2 separate regions of the Anas platyrhynchos genome follow, and region 2 is linked to region 1. The links are chromatin contacts, called in public Hi-C maps. All regions are on one chromosome and are shown on one strand. The core of a region is the stretch at or near the end of the contact, and the rest is flanking DNA. Distances in the headings are between cores, read along the strand shown.

Evidence for each region. Hi-C and Micro-C count contacts between places; a contact is called where the count stands out from the background.
Region 2: a Hi-C map of subcutaneous adipose tissue shows a contact between it and region 1, with 3 times the contacts expected there. The contact joins two enhancer-like sites. A contact is called at or near these places in 4 of 8 Hi-C or Micro-C datasets (F1 follicle, liver, skeletal muscle and 1 more).

What each region holds. Positions count from the first base shown.
Region 1 is chr8:37,481,052-37,485,928 of IASCAAS_PekinDuck_T2T, forward strand. It overlaps LOC106018117 (a long non-coding RNA gene), which reads left to right. Exons shown (of 6, transcript XR_011811041.1): 4 at 1-1,310; 5 at 3,916-4,119. Among named protein-coding and RNA genes, the nearest start is that of CACHD1, 35 kb to the right of the region's middle. Within about 2 kb of position 2,315, at least 1 of the 8 cell types and tissues checked has an H3K27ac peak or open chromatin away from gene starts, as enhancers often do.
Region 2 is chr8:37,653,704-37,658,580 of IASCAAS_PekinDuck_T2T, forward strand. It overlaps RAVER2 (ribonucleoprotein, PTB binding 2), which reads left to right. Exons shown (of 14, transcript XM_027463790.3): 10 at 1,595-1,706; 11 at 2,081-2,226; 12 at 4,210-4,299; 13 at 4,862-4,877. Among named protein-coding and RNA genes, the nearest start is that of RAVER2, 32 kb to the left of the region's middle. Within about 2 kb of position 2,843, at least 2 of the 8 cell types and tissues checked have an H3K27ac peak or open chromatin away from gene starts, as enhancers often do.

The sequences.
Region 1 (4,877 bases), core at 1,065-3,564:
TTCAGTTCACTGCTTGTTTATTTGTTTTCCAGCATGGTGCTTTGGTTAGAGATTGAGCAGGAATGGAACAAAGATCTGTTCTGCGCATGCAGGCCTGGCATTTTATCAGGATTTATGCCCTCCCCTAGTCCTTTGTGGTTTGTTGCTGTAATTTTTTGAATCTTATCACCTAAATAACTTGGTGTCTTTAGGTATTGTAACCTCTGCTGGTACTACAGCAGTGACAAGATGTAGGCAATCCTGTGAAGAAACATCTAGTACTGAATGCACAGAACAAAATATCTGCCGTTGCTTGTTTCAGAATCAGACTATGTTTGTATTCAGAACTGAAAAACCAATAATGTTATTTTTGCACTCCAGCGTTAAATTATATCTTGTGTTCTGTTGGTCTTTGTACTGTATATGACATGTGTGACTGTGGCCTATTGTTTTTCTGAAAGAACTGTACTCATCTCTTATCTCTTCTGGGCTTATCAGCTGTAGCCATCACTAAGTAATCAACGCAGCTGTGTTTAGACCTATAGAAAGGGCAAATGACATGTAGGTAGACAGGACAGTAGAGATTCCTACAGCTTGGATCCAGGCTCAGGTTTCAAGAGGCAGCCTGGTACACTCATTAAGTAAGCCAGAGCCTTGCGTTTACAAAGCCATGCGGTTACAAAGTTCACAGGATCACATTCACAGAAGATCTCAGAGATTACAAAAGAAATGTTTTTACAGTCTTCAAGGCACTGGCTTCTTCACATGTCTGTACACTGCCTATTGAGAGGTGTGTGTTTTAATACTTGTACACTTTGTCCCAGGGAAAAAATAAACCTTAGGACTGGAGCATAATGATGACAGACCAGAGTACTATGGTGTAGGAATCCATTAGAAATTTTGGTTGTGTAATTAAACTTCAAAAATATTTCGCAGAATACCTAGAGATAAAAAGATATGAATGTCAGACCTCTGAAACCTGTTCCCAAGCTGACACAGCAGGCAAGCAGGGCAGCTATCACAAAACCACCCCATTCCACGGCCAGGGCTGTGTGTGTGTAACACACATGACATTTCTTCTCAGTAACAGGAAGCTTGGGATTTTTATGACCACGAGGATGGTGTTGAAAGAACATTGAAAACTGTATTATACCTATATACAGCCATGCCTGTAGGCACTGCAGTATTTAAGAAGAGAGCACAGGACTGAAGAATAGATAACCTGTCATCTCTCCACAGCTGTGCTGCTATGATGTGACCATGATCAAGTCATTTCACCTTCCTAAGACTTCTTTCTCATTTGACCTCCCCTGTCTGAGAGGGCAGTAAAGGTACAGAGTTTGTTTCTTTGTTGTGCTCGAATGTTCACAGCATGCTTTTCATGCTCTGAAAAGATTGTGGCATTTCTCTAGCTAAGCAGAACCCTTGGAGCTTATCAATAAACTCACTTTTCTAAGAAAATTCTCCCACTGGCCTTGCAATATGAGGCATTATGATACCTTGTATGCATCACAGGCTCTGATTTGTGATATCTGCTTAGTCTGAGCAAGGAAAATAACTAAACAAGGTAACAAGGTTTGGTAATACAAGGGACAAAGCTGCATCCCGTAGAGACCTATACCTGTACATCTGGAAAAATAATCATTCTTGACCTAAAAATGGGATTCACGATAGCAGGCACTGAACATGCAATGGGTCTGGATAGGCATTAGCTCTGTCATACAGGCGTCTGAAGGCATGGAAGGGCACAAAGTTGTATATTTGGTGCCTTTCTAGAAACTGTTCACAGCTGGGAATTCAAGCTGTATCTGACTGAAGCTGTAGCTTGTACTGCAGCCTGTGGATGCGGGTGATATCACTTAATCCCATTGACCATGTGTGGAGAATTATCTGCAGCTACAAATGCCTCACAGCTTTTCTGATGAAAATCCAGCTCCAGACTTTCCTGCCTGCAGGGTAATGGGACGCTGAACTGCAGCCCTTTAAATTTCACACTTCTTTATGGGCTCTTATCTGTGACCTTTGCCTCTGCAACCTGCGCGCGTCTGCTGCGAGCTGAGGCGGCGGTTCCCCTGAGGGAGCAGAGGCTGTTCGCTCGCCGTTTATCACACGCACGAAGTAAAACTAATTGATCCACAGATCCCCGGGGATCTGTTTCGGGGTACCGGTGGATCCCGGGCGGTCCCGGCCCCGCCGCTGCGGCCCCGCTCCGCTGGGTGGCACCGCAGCGCCGCGCCGGGCCTAGGCCGGCCTCAGGGCCTCGGCGCTCCCCGGCCTTTCGTGGGGAGACAAAGCGGCTTAACACAGAGGGTTAAATCCCTTCAAAACACAGTGCCAAAGGAGTCGGCTCCATGTGCATCAGTGTCGTTTTGCTGTGTGCACTCTGCTTTCTCCAGGAGCTCCCAGCTTCCGTCCTCGCCTGCAGGGCGCTGGTAGAAGTTAGGGTGCCTTGGTGCCATCCCCTAGAAGCCATAAATGTCCCGGTGTCACACAGCCCTCAGAAAGCACCGTGCCTGAACGACTGGGAGCAGGGCACAGTGCTGGTGAGCACTGTGAAGCACCTCTGAGGGACACACACACTTCTTGTTTAACTGCATGAAGTTCAACAAGGCCAAGTGCCGGGTCCTGCACATGGGGCGCAATAACCCCAAGCAGAGCTACAGGCTGGGAGATGAGTGGTTGGAGAGCTGCCAGGCAGAGAAGGACCTGGGAGTGATGGTGGACAGTCGGCTGAATGTGAGCCAGCAGTGTGCTCAGGTGGCCAAGAAGGCCGACAGCATCCTGGCTTGTATCAGAAGCAGTGTGACCAGCAGGGCTAGGGAGGTGATCGTCCCCCTGTACTCGGCTCTGGTGAGGCCGCACCTCGAGTACTGTGTTCAGTTTTGGGCCCCTCGCTACAAGAAGGACATGGAGGTGCTCGAGAGAGTTCAGAGAAGGGCGACGAAGCTGGTGAGGGGCCTGGAGAACAAGTCCTACGAGGAGTGGCTGAAGGAGCTGGGCTTGTTCAGCCTGGAGAGGAGGCTCAGGGGCGACCTTATTGCTCTCTACAGGTACCATAAAGGAGGCTGTAGTGAGGTGGAGGTTGGCCTGTTCTCCCACGTGCCTGGTGACAGGACGAGGGGGAATGGGCAAAAGTTGCGCCAGGGGAGTTTTAGGTTGGATGTTAGGAAGAACTTCTTTACCAAAAGGGTTGTTAGGCACTGGAACGGGCTGCCCAGGGAAGTGGTGGAGTCACCATCCCTGGAGGTCTTTAAAAGACGTTTAGATGTAGAGCTTAGGGATATGGTTTAGTGGGGACTGTTAGTGTTAGGTTAGAGGTTGGACTTGATGATCTTGAGGTCTCTTCCAACCTAGAAATTCTGTGATTCTGTGATTCTCCTGGCCACCACAACGAAGGGCACACCAGGGATCCGTCTTATTTCTGCAGGGGTTTCTGGCCCTGTTGTTGCACAGCACCAAATGCACGTCTGCAAATTAACACAGAAATATAGCAAAGATGGTGTGCTGTCGTCAGGCTGTGATAGAGATCACAGTGCTGGGAAGAGACACACACAGAGCTGAAGGTGCTTTGTCTCCTGGCTGCTGTGCTTTCCAGCGCTGTGCTATCCTCGCTCTGAATAGCATTCCCTAAATAATCCTGTGAATAGCTGCAGGCTTACATACAGAAGATATTACTTGCTCTGTGCAGCTGTATCACAATGACATTTCATGTTAAGGACAGGCAGAAAAATAGGTCAGAAAGGGTTAGTGAAGTACAGAGGGCCTTGTTCATAGTGACACCAGCCTGGGGGTCAAGTCAATAAACGATTTATTACCCCTGCTAGCAACTTCCACTGATAGGCAAAGTGACACACATGGCTACATGTACTCTAGTTTTGTAAGATGTTTATAACAATCACGTGCTCCTTTTATAATTATGCTTTTCTTTACATTAAGGGTGACCTCTCTCAGAGCCTAGCCGTAAGCTGGGGTGACTTCAAAGTGCTGCCCTAGATCAGCAGAAAATTCTGACGGCAAGGGATTGCTGAAAGGCTTCCTCCGGTTTCTTTTCTCACCAGGGGTGTCCTGCGGTTTAACATCCAACAAGCAGGTTGATCAAAGGTATCCATTGAGAAACAACGTGACTGGCTCAACCAAGGGGTGAGAGAATGAAAGTTGAAAGATCTCTTTTATCTTGAGCACACTGTAAAATATGTTAATAATTTAGAGCATCCAAGGACAAAAAGATAGCACTTGAAAAGGAGGGGATAGAATGGCAGAAGTTTATGAGTTGTTTGCGAAGCAGCTAAATCAAATACATCTTTCATTTGACTCTAAGCATAAGAAAGAGGTGTGAACAAATTCTTAATGAGTTTGATGCCCAAAGGCAAAGTGCTTTATGCTAAAACTAGGCTGCCTATTTTTTTTTATTATTTATTTTTTAATAGAAAATAAGAAACTAAAGTCTTGTGGCCAGGTTCCCCACCGTGTTGATTGTTGGTGTGAATAGCCCTAAATGTTGCAAGATTTGCTGTAAAGTGAAGCCCAGCCTGTGGGGAGTTACTGCCAGCATCATCAGCCCTATCTTGCCCCTCTCTCCCGGCTGCTCTGAGTAGCAACAATAAGGGCACAAGTCAGCCCTTGCATGCTGCTTTTCTGCAGCGTTCAGTCAGGGATTTTGGAGACTTTTAGTGTGGCCCTGAAATAGCCAGAGGATACTTCTGGGATGCTCTGCAGAAGCCCCATGTTTTAGGGTCTGAGTGGGGAGGCAGACACTGTTTAATTTCGTTTTCCTGAGAATAGCATCCCCCATTCTCATGATAACAGCATCCTAGTAATGACCCATTCGGCCATCCTGAATTTGTTTTTTAGCCCCAATACCTTCTGCAGGTGTTTCACTTCTGCAAGAGATGTCTCTG
Region 2 (4,877 bases), core at 1,593-4,092, 170 kb after region 1:
GTCACTAACAGAATTTGATCTACGCATTTACTTTTTTTTTTTTTTTTTAATAATATGCAGAAGTACTTTGACAAGTTCTTAATTAATTGGTATCAGATCTGAGTTTTCCCTACATGTTTTTGGAGCACCTGAAGTGATCAGATTATACACAGCAGTGGTGTCTGTGTTTGTTAGACACCTTTGATTCTACTTTAGAAAGTATGCTTCTTAAATCAATTCTCACTGTAATGAAGTGGGATTTTACCTATGGGTAGATACACTTGAATAAAATACACACTGTGTTTGTGTATAAATATATAAAATCAGTGTTTTATTTCTGCATTTCATTTAGTTAAAAGGAAATGTAATTAAACCATTAGAAGTCTAGATACTCAGTTTATTTCTATGAATACCTATGTTATTTATCAGGAAAAGTTCTTCTCGGAAATCCTGGCAGATGTTTTAATTGTCTCCTTTTCTGCAGCAGTAGACAGATGTCCCAATTAGCAAAAATCACTTCCTTTGCAAGACGTCCACAAGCCCTGTCCTGATACTGAACAGTCGTACTGTCGTACTATCTCAAATGCCTTTTTTTGCATCGAGAGAAAGGATTTCAGCACTCTGAAGTTTTTTGTCTTCAAAAACCACGCTCACAGTTTTTGAAAAGTTGATGATTTAATGCTATTTTACTGCAAATAGCATTAATCCATTAAAGTAATGGAGTTTTTCTTTAATGGACTTAGAAAAAACGAGCAGACTAAACGTCGAGTAGAATGCTTTGTAAACATCTTTGAGCTCTGTTATTTCAGACAAGCTATGTAACTTGCCATAGCTACTTATTTCCTCTGTATTTCTGGTGTTTTTTCTAATGCTGTGCATAAATCTCTTGCTCATACGCGTAATGTAATGTTTTGTCTTACCCAGCCACTCGGTTATTGAAACCAGCAGCTGTTGGCAATGATTTTTCCCTTGGAATGAGCTTTGCTTTTCTCTCCCATTACACTCTGTCTATAGCTACAGATTTTCTTCTCTTCCACAGAGAGCTCTTCCCTGTCAAGGGGACATAAGCGGGTAGTGTACCCTTCCTAGTCCCTCATAGGAAAACACTCTGGTGGTTTGGAGAAGTGAGTCAGTTCTGATGCTTCATTTCCACTCATAAACATTTTCCTCTTTTAAGTAAGGGTTTATAAATAGAGTGATTGGTAAGATGTGTTATAATGGCAGATCACAGACGGTGTCATCTCTCCAGGCCAGGGTTCGTTTGTCCCTTCATTTGCTGGGGGACTAGAGTTGTTTTTGTCCTGGCCATGTACAAAATGCTGACTACCTGCATCTGGAGGCATTATGGTGGTTATTGAATGTAAAAGGTTTTCTTGTTGTTGTTTAATATCCTTCAGTAACTTACAGTTTAAAGAGAAACATTCCTACAAAATCATTTGTCAAAGAAAGTGTAGGCAACATGTCTAGATAGTTGTCCCCAGTATTTATTTTAAAAGTTTGTCCTGTTATATTTCATAGGGCTAGACTTTTTTCAAAATCATGCAGAGATACTTATCTGATTTCCACAAATGTTGTATGAACATAATGCACACTGATCTGTCCAATTATTTCACAGACTCCTTTGAAAAAACAGACTTCACTACTAGGAGAACCGCCAAAAGAAATACGTCTTAGTACCAACCCCTACTTGAATTTGGCAAGTGTGTTGCCTGGTATATGTCTTCCAGGTAAGCAAACATTCATCACTTTTAGCTGAAAATTTCCTCAATCCAAATGTACAAATCATTCTTCTGTTCAGCAGGTAATTCCAGTGACCACAGCATTTATCTCAAAGCAAATATTGAATTCTGTCTTAAAATCACAATGTAGTATCCTCATGGCTACTATTTTATGTGAGAAGGGTAGATTTTCAGAGCTGATGGGCTAGCTTGATGTAGATAGACTTACAGAAATCCTTTCAGTTATTTGTAGCACTGTTTTAAGCACAGCCTAATCTGAATTAGCAAACTTCTGTTGTCATCCCAGGATATTGCTATTACATTAGTGCATCCTAATTTATGGAATTTAACTGAACCGTGTGTATTCATTATGTTACAAACAGCAATTGCCAGCAAAGCCTCCAGTCCACCACAGCAGACAGGACTTCCGAACAACATCGTGGATGCTGCTGTTTCTCAGGGAGCTACATCACAACATGGGATGGAAGGTTATTTTAATTACTCCCAGCAGCATGGAGAGTACACACAGGTACGTCGTTTTGCAGCACTTTGTTTTGAAGACTGGTTTGCCACTCAGAGCTCTGGTAGCAGGGTTGTTGGCAGGCTGCTCGGAGATCCCTGCCTGAGTTGCTCCTTGTTTTCCCTCTATACCTGTGATGCACCTGTTGGTACGCGTGGGCTGATAGCCCTGCATGCAGTTGAATAGCATTGCCCAACATCATGAACCGCTTGTAAGGAGTCCTAGGCTTTGCTACAACCAAAGCCCACCCTTTTCTTCAGATTGAACCTTGAAAGTCCTCTATGCTGGTAGCTCATCTCTTTCAGTGGTACAGAACAGATGTAGCACGAAGTTTACCTGATGTCACTGACAAAAAACCCTGGTGCGTTCCCTGCTGTGGGGTCATAACTATTGGAAGATTGCTTCCTCTGAACCTGAATTCAGTTCAGTCAGCTGAAATAATGATTCTCTTGTACATTCCAGCTTGGCTTTTGTCTCTCTTCAAAACCACGAAGTTTTTCTCTTTCCCTTCCCAAGACAGTTTTAAAGTTTTCTTGAGCTTTGGCTAGATCCCAGAGAAGAGTGTGTTCTGTGTACCAGAAGTTCCTGTGTAGCTTTGGGAATTTGTACAGCCTCTGCCAGCTGGATTCACTGCCTGGGATTTCTTCACCGTGTGTACCGTTTGCTGGTCAGAGCGCGGCCATGAAGGTGATGGGCTGCCCCTGGTCCGGAGAATTGTGGTAATACAGAAAGCAATGCAGAATCACAGCAGGGACCCCCTGAGCAGGGTGAGGGCCCAGGTGCAGGCAGCCCAGAGCTCCCTGCGAGGACCCCCAGCACCTCCCAGGCCATGCCCAGGGCCTCCTGTCCTGGCACCACGGAGCAAAGCCCGGCCCCATCCTCCCTGCACCTCCGTCAGGTGCTGGTGGTCACAGGAAGATCCCCCTGAGTCTCCTCAAGATCCTCCAGAAGGTTTTCACAGACATTGGGACGCTTTGTGAAACATTTCTGTACTTCTGTTAGCCATCAGCAGTCAGTGTAGAAATGCAGTTGTACACAAAACAAATATGAGAACTGCACTGTAGTAAAAATTCGTGGGTGTGCTCTGAGACACCCATCCTGACCGTGTTTAGCTCTCCTCCTGCCCTGTCCCAGTGTTCCCTCTTCCCCAGGGTCTCCTGATCTCTCATCCTACAGCAGGCAGACAGAAACACGCTGTGCTCCCCTTTGCCCTCCTGGGCTGGTGGTGAGGAACCCTGCCTTGCCCCAGGACTTCTGGGGGTAGAGCAGGGCTGCTGTGAGGCTCGGTGGGGTCTGGAGGACAGAGAGCAGGCGTGCAGGTGGGCACGGGGTTGCTCTGTGTTAGGAGGGTGTCCCCTCAGCCAGGAGGGCTGGCAGGGACGGGGTCACTGCGTGGCGTTGGCTGCCGTGGGGACCTTGGGTGTGGGCCAGGCTCCCACTGAGATCGGGTCTGGTGACAAGTGTGGGTCGGAGGAGCAGCAGAGGTGACCCGCGGGTGGTTGTCGTGTGTATCATGCAAGCACTGACGTCATCTCGAATATTTTTGTTGTCTGATTGTTGGCTTTAAGTTCATTTTGGTGCTTCCTGGAGGTAGTTTGCATCCCCGAATCCTTGAAGTGTGCTGTCAAAAAAAAGTTAGTAGTATTGCAATGTTAGAGTATTTAACATCACCTTTAGTATTGGAGGCATGAAGAGCTCCAGTGGTGTCACTGCGGTGCAGAGATGCCTCTTGCCATCACTCACCTCCATTTGTGCTGCCTGTTCCTCCCGTGTCACAGCAATGACCAAGGACTTGGGTATCTTTTACGCACTTAATGCAGTTTTAAATATTTGGTTTGAGTTTTATTGTTGATATTAACCCTGTTTTTAAGCTTCTTTGAGAGCTTTGCTTTTAATTTATTCTTATGTCCCTTGAGGTCATATAAAAATTGTTTTAATTTATGGGGATCTTAGTAGACAGCTAATGGGATGAGGTTTTTTCCTCCTTTATAGGAGGCTGCTCAGCAGTGGTATCAGCATTATGCTCAGGCATATAACTCTACCCAGGCAAGAGTCGATGAATTTGAAAATGAAGCCTCTGAGGTGAGAACGAATTTTATTTTCTTTGTGTCTCCGTTGGCTGTTGCTCCATCAGCCCTACGGGTGCTTTAGGACTGCCGACACTGCTGCACGTGTTGGTACCAGGAGGGCAGCCCTGCCCCGCTCCCTCTGCAGGGTGTCCCAGCACAGCCACCCTCCAGGATCCGTGCTCCAGGATCCTTAAATCCCTCCATCTGAAGTTACCTACTCCCTTCAGGGGGATATTAAAATACTCTACCAAGAAACAGGACACCGTAACGTTATTTCTCAGGGTGGCTGTTGAAAGCCTGCCCCAGGCCATTTTATAGCCCTAGGTTTGTGTGAGCAATGAGGACACTTTTTTTGAAAGAAGGGAATTATGTAAAGTAAAAAAAAAAAAAAGAAATCCTCCGTTTTGCTGCATGCCTGAGCTGCTGTGAATTGTGCACTCGTGTTTTTAGCAACAGAGTGGGACTCAGATGTTTTTCTGTCTGCTGAGTGCTCATTGCTGTATCGAGTAAACATGAATGCCTGACCCTATTTTCCTTCACGTGCTGGTTTATCACGGATCCCATTCTGCATTTAGGAATCTTCAGGTGGAT